Regions from separate parts of the Sus scrofa genome. Here all the other regions are linked to region 1. Evidence: chromatin contacts called from public HiChIP or PLAC-seq data. All regions are on one chromosome and are shown on one strand. The core of a region is the stretch at or near the end of the contact, and the rest is flanking DNA. Distances in the headings are between cores, read along the strand shown.

Evidence for each region. HiChIP or PLAC-seq counts read pairs in DNA pulled down with a chosen protein or histone mark.
Region 2: a contact with region 1 is called in an H3K27ac HiChIP or PLAC-seq map of alveolar macrophages. The contact joins two enhancer-like sites. A contact is called at or near these places in 2 of 47 Hi-C or Micro-C datasets (embryonic fibroblasts and skeletal muscle) and 1 of 2 datasets of contacts at active chromatin or transcription factors (alveolar macrophages).
Region 3: a contact with region 1 is called in an H3K27ac HiChIP or PLAC-seq map of alveolar macrophages. The contact joins two enhancer-like sites. A contact is called at or near these places in 1 of 5 promoter capture datasets (liver), 13 of 47 Hi-C or Micro-C datasets (adipose tissue, alveolar macrophages, embryonic fibroblasts and 8 more) and 2 of 2 datasets of contacts at active chromatin or transcription factors (alveolar macrophages and skeletal muscle).

The regions. Positions count from the first base shown.
Region 1 is chr7:49,616,225-49,620,422 of Sscrofa11.1, reverse strand. No RefSeq gene overlaps it. Among named protein-coding and RNA genes, the nearest start is that of CEMIP, 4.2 kb to the left of the region's middle. Within about 2 kb of position 1,797, at least 7 of the 83 cell types and tissues checked have an H3K27ac peak or open chromatin away from gene starts, as enhancers often do. A contact at or near this core is called in alveolar macrophages, where this site is marked.
Region 2 is chr7:49,451,214-49,455,435 of Sscrofa11.1, reverse strand. No RefSeq gene overlaps it. Among named protein-coding and RNA genes, the nearest start is that of ABHD17C, 87 kb to the left of the region's middle. Within about 2 kb of position 1,610, at least 3 of the 83 cell types and tissues checked have an H3K27ac peak or open chromatin away from gene starts, as enhancers often do. A contact at or near this core is called in alveolar macrophages, where this site is marked.
Region 3 is chr7:49,433,424-49,437,910 of Sscrofa11.1, reverse strand. All of the region lies in intron 17 of ARNT2 (aryl hydrocarbon receptor nuclear translocator 2), which reads right to left. Among named protein-coding and RNA genes, the nearest start is that of ABHD17C, 110 kb to the left of the region's middle. Within about 2 kb of position 2,765, at least 7 of the 83 cell types and tissues checked have an H3K27ac peak or open chromatin away from gene starts, as enhancers often do. A contact at or near this core is called in alveolar macrophages, where this site is marked.

The sequences.
Region 1 (4,198 bases), core at 548-3,047:
AGGTAGGATATGCCACTTCATATATCTACGTCTGGGCTTTGGGGCTATAGTCAGACAGAAGCTGCTGGAGTCTGTGTGCATGTTTTCTGCATTGGGATAGAAGCCTTAATCTCCTGGCTAAACTAGGGAAACCACGCCGGCTCTCTTCAGGCCTTTCCCAGAAAGCTGATCTTGACCATGACAAGGTCCGTTATCAGATTCTCAGCCTTCCTTGACGTCTAGGGAGGTGACAAACCTATGGCAGGTTTCCCTCCCCAGCCCTTCCTTTCCAGCAAATTTGGATGGAACTCACCCAAGGGCCTCCAAGCCCTACCCTAATTCCTGGTTTCTTTTCTTTCTTCATAGGACCCCCCCCAGATACCAGGACCCGTAAACATTTGGAGGATGCTGAGCATTTGGCCCAAATGGAGGAAGGTTAGCCTGAATCGGCGTTGCTTAGAGCTGTGCAGAGCGATGAGAGCCACGAGCAAGATTTTCCCCTCTTCCCTCAGGAGAGAGTAGATCTGGGCTCTGCGTGGCATAAAGTCTCTGGTGAGACGCCTGTGCCACAGGCATCTGCGAGGCGAAACAGGGAAGGAGGACTCTTGTCTGGTGATGGGTTCTGAGAAGTGCTTAGTCATGTTTTCTCAAAGCACAGAAATGTCCAGCACATTCCTTGGGGTCCAGTTTTCTCCATCACAGACCAGTGCCCCAGGGAGGATGGAGCAATGCTGATGAATTACAAACGCGCTCCGCGTGTCTAAAAGCAGATTCTTCAGCCAGAGCTCCGTTCAGCACTTCCACTCAGCACTCAGTAACGGACGGGGTCTGCAGGCAGTTCTTTTTTTAGATGAATGTTGGAAGCACGCCTCTGGCATAATTACTACCTGCACTCCCCTCAATTCAAGGTCTTGCTCTTATACATGCAGAGACAGGCTCTGGTCAAGAAAGGCTGTGTTGGTTTCCTGGTTTTTGTCTGAATTCCCTAGCAGACAGACTCCAGAGAGAGGAGAATTTTTTTTTTTTTTTTTGCTGCACCCAAGGCATATGGAAGTTCCCAGGCTAGGGGTCAACTTGGAGCTACAGCTGCCAGCCTACGCCACAGCCACAACAATGCAGGATCCAAGCCACATCTGTGACCTACACCACAGCTCATGGCAATGCCAGATCACCGACCCACTGAGCAAGGCCAGGGATCAAACCCGCATCCTCCTGGATACAAGTGGAGTTTGTTTCTGCTGTGCCACAACGGGAATTCCAAAAGAAATGTTCTGAAATGCTGTGATCCCACCCAGAAAGCCTGCCCTTCCTCCAGGTGCATTTGCCTCCAGGTGAGGTGCAGCCTCCTCAGTCACATCAGTGCCATCGAATGGCCTGCCCACTCACTGGTCCCACAAGCTCCCCAAGTCTGGCATTTTCAGTCTGCTGGCAGGACCCAAATCCACCGCTTGGAGGGAGAGTCACCACGTTCTACCCTCTGGCCAACAAAGCCAGCCCTCTGCCCCCATGGCAGCCTGCCTGCCTGCGAGACGTTTAAATGCTGTCTACACCTGTGACTTCATCCTCCAAGCCCCAGACCTGGTTTTTCCAGGCAAACCTGAGCCGAGGGGGACATGGAGAGTTGGGAAGCAGCTGGGGTAAGGAGAGTAGCTGTTGGCTTCCAGGCTTCCCGTCTCCCCCTCCTCCAAAAAAAATATGAAATCTCAGGCATCCCAATTCTAATATTTAAATTCCACCAACAGGGGTCGCCCTTGGACACAGAGCCTGAAGCTGGCATCTAAAAAGGGAAATTCCCAGCCTCCTGCCCTTGAGCCAAATTTCCAGGACTCATAACTGCTCAGTTCCTGTTTTGCTGGTTGCAGATGAGGTTGCCCAGCTGAGAAGAGACAAGTCCTCACTTTTCTGGTGAGTGGAGGTATGCATTGGAATTTGGGCTGGGAAATCAAGGAACACTGGCCAAGCCGTCAGGAGCTCTGAAAATGGATTTCTACATCTCCTCCTGCAATGTCATCACCATACAGAAAGAACATTCTTTCCTGTGTTTTTTCCTCTCTCAAATACTTGTAAACTTGTCTGTGTGCACATGGTATTTCCATAGCACATGGTTCTTTTTTGCAAATGCAAAAATTGTTTGTGTTCTTTGCAAAAGAACCCATACTTGGAAATTTCGGAAAGTGAGCAAAGGCGAAATCACCTAATTGCAAACATAATGTATTACATTACAAAAAGCTCAGTAAAACATAGAAAAGCACAAAGGAAAAATATCACTTCTACTCACAGATCATCTCTAGGAACTCATCATATATGATCAAGTGTTTTTCCATGTATAAGTTACATATACAGCTGTACAAATTCATACAGGTATGTATGTATTCCACAAGTAGTTCAATGTTTAGCTCAAAATCCTTCTCCTCCACCAGCGTGCACCTTCTAGGAGAATGGGGTCAGTCTCCAAAGTTCACCTACAGTGGCTCCTACAGTATCCAGCATAGAGTTGACATGTAGGAGGTGTTTACATTATAAGGCTGCACCTGCAGCACATGGAAGTTCCGGGGCTAGGGGTCAAATCAGAGTCGAAGCAACACTAGATCCAAGCTGCGTCTATGACCTACACCACAGCTCACAGCAACACCAGATCCTTAACCCACTGAGCAAAGCCAGGGATTCAGCCCGAATCCTCATGGACACTATGTCAGGTTCTTAACCTGCTGAGCCACCACAGGAACCCCAGATGAACATTTTTAATTAAAATAACATATTCATACATGAGTTCATGGAATAATAAACCCAGATGATTCATACACATTTGAAAAGAGGCTCAACTTTGCCCATAGACAAAGAAATGAAAACGAATGCTATGTTGAAATCCCTATCAGACTGGAAAAACCCAAACATTTGCTGATACCACTTTTTTGGGGTTGGGGTGAGGATGGAGAACAGAGGTTGCCTCATACCTTGCTGATGAAAACTCAACTTGGTACAACCTCTGAGCGCAGTTTGCCAAGATTTTTGAAAATGTGTATAATGTTGGACTCAGCAATTCCACTTACAGGAATTTATCCTATAGACAGAATTGCACAATGTGTGAAATGACATGTGCAGTGTTATACATCGAAGCCCTATTTGTCATCACAAAAAAACTGAAAACATCCTATGTGCCTAGTAGTAGGGCTACCTAACTTTTGCTACATTTATATGGTTGCGTACTGTGCACCTATTTTTTTTAAAGAATAAGGATCAGGGAGTTCCCATCATGGCTCAGTGGTTAACGAACCTGACTACTAGCATCCATGAGGATGCGGGTTTGATCCCTGGCCTCGCTCAGTGGGTTAAGCATCCAGCCTTGTCGTGAGCTGTGGTGTAGGTCGCAGACTCGGCTCAGATCCTGTGTTACTGTGGCTGTGGTGTAGGCTGGTGGCTACAACTCTGATTTGACCCCTAGCCTGGGAACCTCCATATGCCGAGGGTGTAGCCCTAAAAAAAAAAGGCCAAAAAAAAAAAAAAAAAAGAATAATATAATGATCAGTTTTAGTTTTACGTATTAAAATGGAAAGTCAAAGTGTAAATCAGTATATATAGCAAACCATCATTTGTCCAAAAGGGGAAAGTAAAAGGAGTATATATTTGCATTTACTTACAGATATAAGAAATCACCTTGGGAGTTCCCGTCGTGGCGCAGTGGTTAACGAATCCGACTAGGAACCATGAGGTTGCGGGTTCGGTCCCTGCCCTTGCTCAGTGGGTTAACGATCCAGCGTTGCCATGAGCTGTGGTGTAGGTTGCAGACGTGGCTCGGATCTGGCGTTGCTGTGGCTGTGGCGTAGGCCAGTGGCTACAGCTCCAATTCGACCCCTAGCCTGGGAACCTCCATATGCCGCGGGAAGGGCCAAGAAATAGCTAAAAAGACAAAAAAAGAAAAAAGAAAGAAAGAAATCACCTTGAATGATTACAAGAAACCAATAACATGATTTCCTATCTGCTGCTGTTGATGGTTTTGGTGGGGAAGCAGGATGATGTAAGACGGGAATAAGATATAGACTTTTCCTAGAGTTCTCTTTGGGGCTTAGCGGGTTAAGAACATGACATAGTGTCCATGAGGATATGGATTCGATCCCTGGCCTTACTCAGTGGGTTAAGGATCTGGCATTTGCTGCAAGATGTGGTGTTGGTCGAAGCTGCAGTCACATCTGGTGTTGCCATGGCTGTGGCTGTGGCACAG
Region 2 (4,222 bases), core at 361-2,860, 160 kb after region 1:
TAAGTACTGTATATTCGTTGCAGAACAAATAATAGTACAAATTACAAGGATAAAGGGTAAATTCACCTTAGATTCTGTCATGTTGAGCTAGGTTACTGCCTTTTCATAATCTCTCCTGCATAAAAATGCACACAGAATTTTATATAAATGGAGAGGGATTAGAACAATGTCCCAGCTATACATAATGTATTTATTTTCATTTTTGCTAAGTCTCTTCACTTCTACAAGTCCTGTGACCATCCTTTCCCCTCCACATACAGCCTAATGGGACTATTTTTACATGTTCTACCTGTAAATGTACACACACACACACACACACACAATCATGTACTCGCAAGCAAACCTACACAATGAGCTATTGCTAGTGATTTTTTTATCAGAATGGATTAAAATTATTTATGTTTTTCTGATGATTGCTTTTTTTTAAAAAATTAATGAAATAGAAAAAGATTTACTTATTTATTTATTTATTTTGCTTTTTAGGGCACACCCGCAGCATATGGAGGTTCCCAGGCTAGGGGTCAAATCGGAGCTGTAGCCTCCGGCCTACTCGACAGCCACAGGAACATCAGATTGAGCCGAGTCTTCAACCTACACCACAGCTCATGACAACACTGGATCCTTACCCACTGAACAAAGCCAGGGATTGAACTTGCGTCTTCATGGATCCTAGTTGGGTTCATTAACCGTTGAGCCATGACGGGAGGACTCCCATTATTACTTTAATTTGCATTTCCCTGACTTTAGTAGTGAGGTTAAGTAGCTGTATTTTCATTTAGTGATTTCTGTTTCATTATTAAATATTCACTATATAGCAAATTTGAGTAAAGAATAACATATTCTTATATGCTCATCACCAAGATGAAACAGCTGTTTAACATTTTGCCATAAATGCTTCAGACACTTTTCTTCTTCTTCTTCTTCTTTTTTTTTTAATCAAGTTTATTTATTTATTTATTTTTTGTCTTTTTGCTATTTCTTGGGCCGCTCCTGCGGCATATGGAGGTTCCCAGGCTAGGGGTCCAATCGGAGCCGCAGCCACCGGCCTACACCAGAGCCACAGCAATGTGGGATCCGAGCCGTGTCTGCAACCTACACCACAGCTCCCAGCAACGCTGGATCCTTAACCCACTGAGCGAGGCCAGGGATCAAACCTGCAACCTCATGGTTCCCAGTCGGATTTGTTTCCCCTGCGCCATGAACAGGAACTCCAGATACTTTTCTTCCCTTTATTTTCAATCACCATCGCTCTCTCTTTTTCTTCCTTAATCTGTTTTAAGGCATGAAACTATACAAACCACTCCTATACCTCCCCCCTTCTCTAACCACAGCTCTACCCATCAGCCTGTGAGATGCCCTTTTTAACACTTTTGCTACATATCTGCCTATACACAAACAGAATATGTCATTGCCTTGAGTCATAGAAATATGCACAGTCTTTCAAATTCAATAGTATGGTGTCAGAATTTGGACATGCTGCAACAAGATCATTGCAAAGGGTGCAAAATGTTTTTGCGTGTGACTAAATCAGTTTATTCACTTCTCTACTGAAGAATGGTTAGACCAGTTCCCACTTTTTCACTGCAACAAGCAGTGCAGAGACTGCCCTTTCACCTGCCCCTTGGTACACATGGGGGAGGTTTTCTAGAGCAGACAGAGCTGGGTTCACTGAGTCACGGGCTTCGTACATCTTTGACGTGATGGGTTATTGCCTAACACTCTCCAGAGCAGATGTCCTGGTTCCCACCAGCAAGAGCTACTGTTTCCCCATATGCTCATAACAATTGCGTTATCAGACCCAGAAAAATCAGAGTGACCGACGTAATCTTGCTTTATTTCCCTTAATTACCAGTGAGGTTCAAGCTTCTCTTATATACCTAATGCCATTTGAGTTTCTATGAATTGGCAGTTCAAACTCTTTGGACTTTTTATCTCCTGAGTTGTATTTTTCTTATTGATTTTTATGAGCCTTTCTTACAATCTGAATATTCGCTCTGAATATTCGTTTGGTATATAAGTTGCAAATATTTCTACCAGTTTATTGGTTATATTTTCCATTGTTTTTTTCCTTCACCCACGGCATGCAAAAACTCTGAGGCCAGGGATCAACCCTGAGCCGGAGGTTTGGGACAATGCCGATTCCTTAACCTCTAGGCCACCAGGGAACTCCTCCATTTGTTTAAGGTGATGATTTTTTGGTCAATTCAAACCTAACAATCTTTTCCTCTGGTTTGTGGTCTTTGTATCTGGTTTCAAAAACTCCTTCCCTGATTTGATCTCATAAATATATTTTCCTAGATTTTTTCTGAATATTTTACATATATTCGTTTTAACACTCAGATGCTTTCATCTGTGCGGAATGTATCTTTTTGCACATTGTGTAAGATAAGGGTACAATTACCTCTTTTCCTTGTGCTTTCCCTAGCATCATTTATCGGAAGTGTGTCTGGTCCCATGATCTGTAATGCTGACTCTTGTAAATAACAGTCTCTGGCTCATTTTGGCGGCACATGGACCAAATATTCTTTTTTCTGAACCTGTGTGTATTTCTAGGTTCTCTCGGATGTTCTATCGATCTAGGTTTCTATCTCTATGCCAATCCCACACTTTTAATTACAGTGTTTCCAGATGCTCTGATGGGTTGAAGGGTCCATCTTTCTCCTTCTCTTCTTCTTCCTCCTTCTTTCTCTTCTTTTTTAAAAAACATCACATTAAACAAAATGTAGGTGTTCCCTCTGAGGCACAACAGGATCGGGGTCATCTCTGCAGTGCCAGGACACAGGTTTGAAACCTGGCGACTGCAGCTTGGATCTGCCCGGGAATTACATACTCCGAGGGGCAGCCAAAAAAGAAAACCAAAGAAAGAAACAAACAAAAGAAAAAAAAATTTTTTTTCTTCCATAGGAAAGGGGTTCACCTTGTCAAATTATGCAAAAAAAAAAAAAAACCAAAACTCTCTTGTAATTACTTTTACATCAAATTAATTTAAAGATAATTTATGCAAAACATAATTTACAGAAGCCGTCTTGGATTTCCCTTGCGGAGCAGCGGGTTAAGGATCTGTCATTGTCACTACAGGGGCCTGGGTCCCTGCTGTGGGGTGGGTTTAATCCCTGGCCTGGGAACTGCCATATACCATGGGTGGGGCTGAAAAACCACATTTTTTTTTTTTGGTCTTTTTGCCTTTTCTAGGGCCGCTCCTGTGTCATATGGAGGTTCCCAGGCTAGGAGTCAAATCGGAGTTGTAGCCACCGGCCTACACCAGAGACACAGCAACGTGGGATTGGAGCCATGTCTGTGACCTACACCACAGCTCACGGCAACACCAGATCCTTAACCCACTGAGCAAGGCCAGGGATCGAACCCGCAACCTCATGGTTCCCAGTTGGATTCGTTAACCACTGCACCACGACGGGAACTCCTGAAAAATCACATCTTAACTGAACAGTTTTCATGAGTTTTGTCATTTGAATACACCTTTGTGACCTTTGAATTTTTCAAGTCCAATTTGTCATTTGATTATTTTTATAGTCCTGCATTTGGATTAGTAGTCAAGAAATCTATGCCTAACTCAAGGACGTAACACTTTCTCCCATGTACACTTTAAATACGTATAGTTTTTTTAGGGGAAGGGATAGATTAGAAGGATGAGAGTAATATATATACAGTATCTATTCAATATTCTGTAATAACCTATATGGGAAAAAAAATGGATATATGGATAAGTGTGACTGGCTTACTTTGCTGTACACCTGAAACGAATACAACATTGTAAGTCAACTGTACTCCAATAAAATTTTTAAAAAACATGTAGTTCATTTTACTTAAGTAATAAATAAAAAGTAAAGCTGTTAAAAAAAAAAAAGCAATGCTGAATGTTTGATGGAAAAGAATTTCCAAGTGATTTTGGTCTGCCATTTTGCTAGAATCTAAATGGTCTTCTTTTAACAGAGAAGGTTAGAATAAGCATTTATTAGAGGTTTGAGCATATTAAAATGCTAATTTCTTGTCTTTTTAGGGCCGTACCCGCAGCATATGGAATTTTCCAGCCTAGGGGTCTAATTGGAGCTGCAGCTCCCAGCCTACACCACAGCCACAGCAACACGGGATCTGAGAAGTGTCTGCAACCTATATACCACAGCTCACGGCAATGCCAGATCCTTAACCCACTGAGCAGGGCCAGGGATTGAACCCATGTTCTTGTGGATACTAGCCAAATTTA
Region 3 (4,487 bases), core at 1,516-4,015, 180 kb after region 1:
CATTTAGCTTATACACGCCAAAGCCAGGGCTCGAACCTAGATCCTCTGAAGCTGAAGCCCATGTGCATTCATTCAGTAAATATGGTGTTTATACTGAATGCTTCCCATAAACCTGACACTGTGCAGCAGGCTGGGGATACAATGGACTGCTATGGCCCCATCCATTAAGAAAGACAGCTGAGTAACAAGGCATTTGGAATGTTTTGTTTTGTTTTGTCTTCAGGGCTATACCTGTGGCATATGGAAGTTCCCAGGCTAGGGGTCGAACTGGAGCTGTAGCTGCTGACCTACACTACAACCATAGCCATGCTAGATCTGAGCCACATCTGCCACCTACACCACAGCTCATGGCAACACCGAATCCTTAACCCACTGAGCAAGACCAGGGATGGAACCTGTGTCCTCATGGATACTAGTTGGGTTTGTTACTGCCGAGCCACGTTGGGAACTCCCAACTGGAATTGTTGAGTGCATAGAAGGACAAGGAAGTGAGATGTAATCAACTTGTATCTCCCGGGAGGAAGTTACATACAAAGATTATCTGTTGGATGAGTTCACCAGCCACGTGGTGGGAGAGTTATAGGGGAAAGCCCTCCGTTTAGCCTCGGAACTGCATAAGTGACCTCTCTGATTAAAGAATGAGTAATAACTACAACATAACCTCTTCAGGATGACAAAGCCATGTTGGGTCTTAGCATAAACCCTGGCCCTGGCTGACCTACACTACACACAGATGGTGAAGAGGAAATGTCCACAGCCTGCACCTCCGATGTACCCAAAAACCTCTTTCTGGAAAAAGCCCCAGTGGTCACCAACATCCTGTGTGGCTTTATTGTTCCCAAAGCCATGGTTACAGCTGCAAATTGTGAGCTGGGTTCTAGTCATGCTGTGTTCCTTTTGTTCTATGGGCTTCCGGAGCAAAGCCTAGGCTGCTACAAGTCCTGGCCGGATACAGGGGCCATGTGCCAGTCCAGGGGTCCAAAGAGAAGGCATTATTGAGCTGCCACCATATGGGCCACCTGGGTGGGCTTGAGGACCAAAGGTCAAATCTTGAGTCTATAGATTCCCAGGTTGTAGAGGAAAGGGGATGCCATTTTCCTTAAAAAAAAAAAAAAATTATTGGCTTCAATGGTATAATTTCAGTCTCGCTAACATTTTTCTGTGAGATTCATCTGATTCAGAAATTGCCCTAAGGAGTTCCCGTCATGGCGCAGCGGAAACGAATCTGACTAGCATCTATGAGGATGCAGGTTTGATTCCTGGCCTCACTCAGTGGGTTAAGGATCTGACATTGCCGTAAGCTGTGGTGTAGGCTGCAGACTCAGCTCGGATCCTGTGTTGCTGTGGCTGCAGTGTAGGCCAGCAGCTAGAGCTCTGATTCGACCCCTAGCCTGGGAACCTCTGCATGCCTAAAAAGACAAAAAAAAAAAAAAAAAAAAAAAAAAGAAATTGCCCTAAGAGTCAAGGTTCACTTGAAGTCCTGCTCGGGGGTCCTATGTGATTGGATTTCACTCAATAGTTCTCAAGTGGGGTGATCTGGCCTTCCACCCCACCCCCACCCCGAGGGACACTGGGCAAAGTCTAGAGACATTTGTCATTGTCACAGATGGAGGAGCACTGGTAAGTAGAGGCCAGAGATGCTGCTAAACACCCTACATGAACAGACAAAGAATCACCTGGTGCCAAGCATCCACAGGGCGGCAGCCGAGAGGCCCTGCTGAACAAAGCCAGCAAAGAGCAAAGGGGAAACTTCTCTTATAAATGCCTTCCAGGCAGAGGGCTCCTGGTGGTTCTCAGCCAAGAACTGCAGCTCACAGCAAGGATCACACATTTTGCAAGATTTCCAGTTAAGATCGTGTCTTTTCAATCACTAATGTGTGGGGGTGAAAAGGTCTAAAAGTCCCTAAAATTTACCTGTAACAATTCCCAGGACTGAGTTTTGGGGGCAGGAGTTGGGGTGTAAGAGGGCCAGGGTGTCTGCCAAGATTTCAAGTTATTTATTACACAAACCTTCCCTCACAGTGCTTATCCTCCCCTGCTCCTCTATCTCTAATTATCTGTCCTATTTTTCACGGAAAGAATCTTCAGACATTTCTGGAATGATATAGTCTTTCAATCTTCCTCTCCAAAGTAAGGCTGCAGGGCCAGCTGGGGCAGCCTGAGATGGACATGGTTCTTTCAAGGGTGATTATGCTACAGGCGTGTTTCTTGAGCTTATTGAGAGAACGCTCACCTTCAGTGGGCGGTGTTTCCTGTTGTGACCCCACTTGATCTGCATTGACCTGCTGTGACTTGTGTTACATGTGAAGTGAATGAGATGCTTCAGCTGCCTCTGCCTAAACGGAAAAGCATATGGGGAGCAATGGACACGCTTGTGCCCGCCACGTCATCACATACGGAAGCAGAGTGATAAGACAAGAAGGTCATTCAGCCCCGGCATTGAAAGGGCATATATGCAGCCCTCAGAGCCAGTCAGGGAATGAAAGCCTGGCCTGCCACCGCACCTTTGAGCCACTTTCATGGAGCAACTTGTCTGCCTGGCGCCCTGCATTTCTCCAAGAAACATGGTAATATCAATGAGCAGACACCTGGAGACAGTTGAAACAGAGAACTAATCAGTTCAGGGGTTTGCATCACACACATCTTCCTGAATGCCACCTACATCAAAATCCCCCTTCTTCGCCCCACCTTGCCTGCAGGGACCTGGACCCTGTATAACCATTTCTCCTTTGTCAGCTGGTGCAGTGTTAGGCTCTGTCCATAGAGGGCGTTAAAGAGAGGCCAGGCATTGCACAGGAAGCTGCATCTCTGCCTAGCTGTGTCTGCCAGCGGTGCGCAGGAGGTCCACTGGCATTCACTCTTCAGCAAGTGCCTCTTTTACCCAGAGGGCTGTGAACCAGCTCCAGCTGCCAGAACTCTTCAGGGAAACCTCAGCCAGTCACCTCGCGGGGGGTCCAGCAGTTCTGGTTCACCTGCACCGTCTAGAGAGTTTCTCCGCCAGCTGGCAGGTTGCTTCTGCAGCCCAGCTGCAGCCCACAGCCTCTGGCAAGTCTGCTTATCCCCAGTAGGTTGTGTGTCCAGTGGTGGACACACCTTCAACGAGGTTGACTGTCAGGCTTGGCGGGGTGGGGTCTCCTTCAAATTCTCAGTTCCTTCCTCTTTTCCTTTGCCTCAGCCTTCGAGGCAGAAGCTGCCGCCCACATTCGCTATTCCTGTCTTCCTCGGGGTCCTCCTTTATCACCTTTTATTAGTGAAAAATCAGACCTTCTCCATTCCAGTCACTGGGATGGCTCCTGTGTCTTTCTGGGGCCCTGACTGACACGGCATCTTTCCCGCCTGGCTAGTTAAGGACATGAGTGCTTGGAGTGGTCAGTGATGCAACCCCTGGGTTGTGTGGCTTCCCAGTTCTGCTTCTGGATGCTGCATTTCAAACGAGACCAGAGACTAAACCTGAGCCAGACAGCAACGGAAACGAAGTCTGGAAACGCGAACGCAATAGTAGCTCAAGATAACTCAATAGACCTGACATGGAAGGAACACTCTGGGTTGACTCCTGAAAACTCCTGGAGCCAAACCAGCACGGGGTTCACAGAAGGGGCCGGAACTCAGCGCTCAGTGTATAAACTCAATCCACAAAGCGAACCCCGAGATGTACAGCTGAAGGGGAAGCGTTGTTCAAGAGCTGTTGCCCCCTGATGTCACCTCCTCGGCCATCAGTGGGTGAGGTCCAGCCAGTCTGCTCAGCAGGCACGCCCAAGCCTCTGCCTGCTGCAGCCGGTGAGAAGGGGGAGGTCAAGATTGACCTGGCTACCTTCTGGGCCTCAGGTATCTGGCTAAGGATAACTAGTTGAGGTGGCCGTGCTTGGGACCTTCAGGACCCAGGACCCAGGGGCACAGCTGTCTCAGCCATGCCCTCAGGGAGGCCTTGGAAAGCCACTCAGATCTGCCCCCACTGGGCCAGGGCGTGTCCGCTGCAAATACAAACACTGCCGGTTGTGCTAATGGTTTCATATCTATGTAATAATTAATGAGACTGACCTTTAACAGAGACTACGCCTGTTCCCTCTCTGCTCACCCGCTCACCCATCCCCGTCGGCTCTCCTCCCTGTATCCCACCCCTCCCTGCTCTGACCACACCTGAGCTTGCCCCCTCCCCGCCCTTGAAGGCTTCCGGGGTGGGGGGTGCTGCTTGTTTTACCCACACTCCCCAGATCCCAAGGGGGCCGCCCGCTCTCCAGGCCATGTGCACACCGTGGTTCTCCATTCTGATGGGGACTGAGCATCCCCTGCCTGCACTGGGAGCCTTTGCATCACAGAAGATCCTGCCCGGCCCCTGCACCTCCTCCTCATCCCCAGCCAAGCCTCCCTTCACTCTCTCCTCGTCTGCACCGGGTCACCTGCCCATCCCACCACCATCTGGCTTCCGAACACATACCAGCGGCATCCTCGTCCACCACCAACTGCTTGGGTAATGTTAACAAATGAAT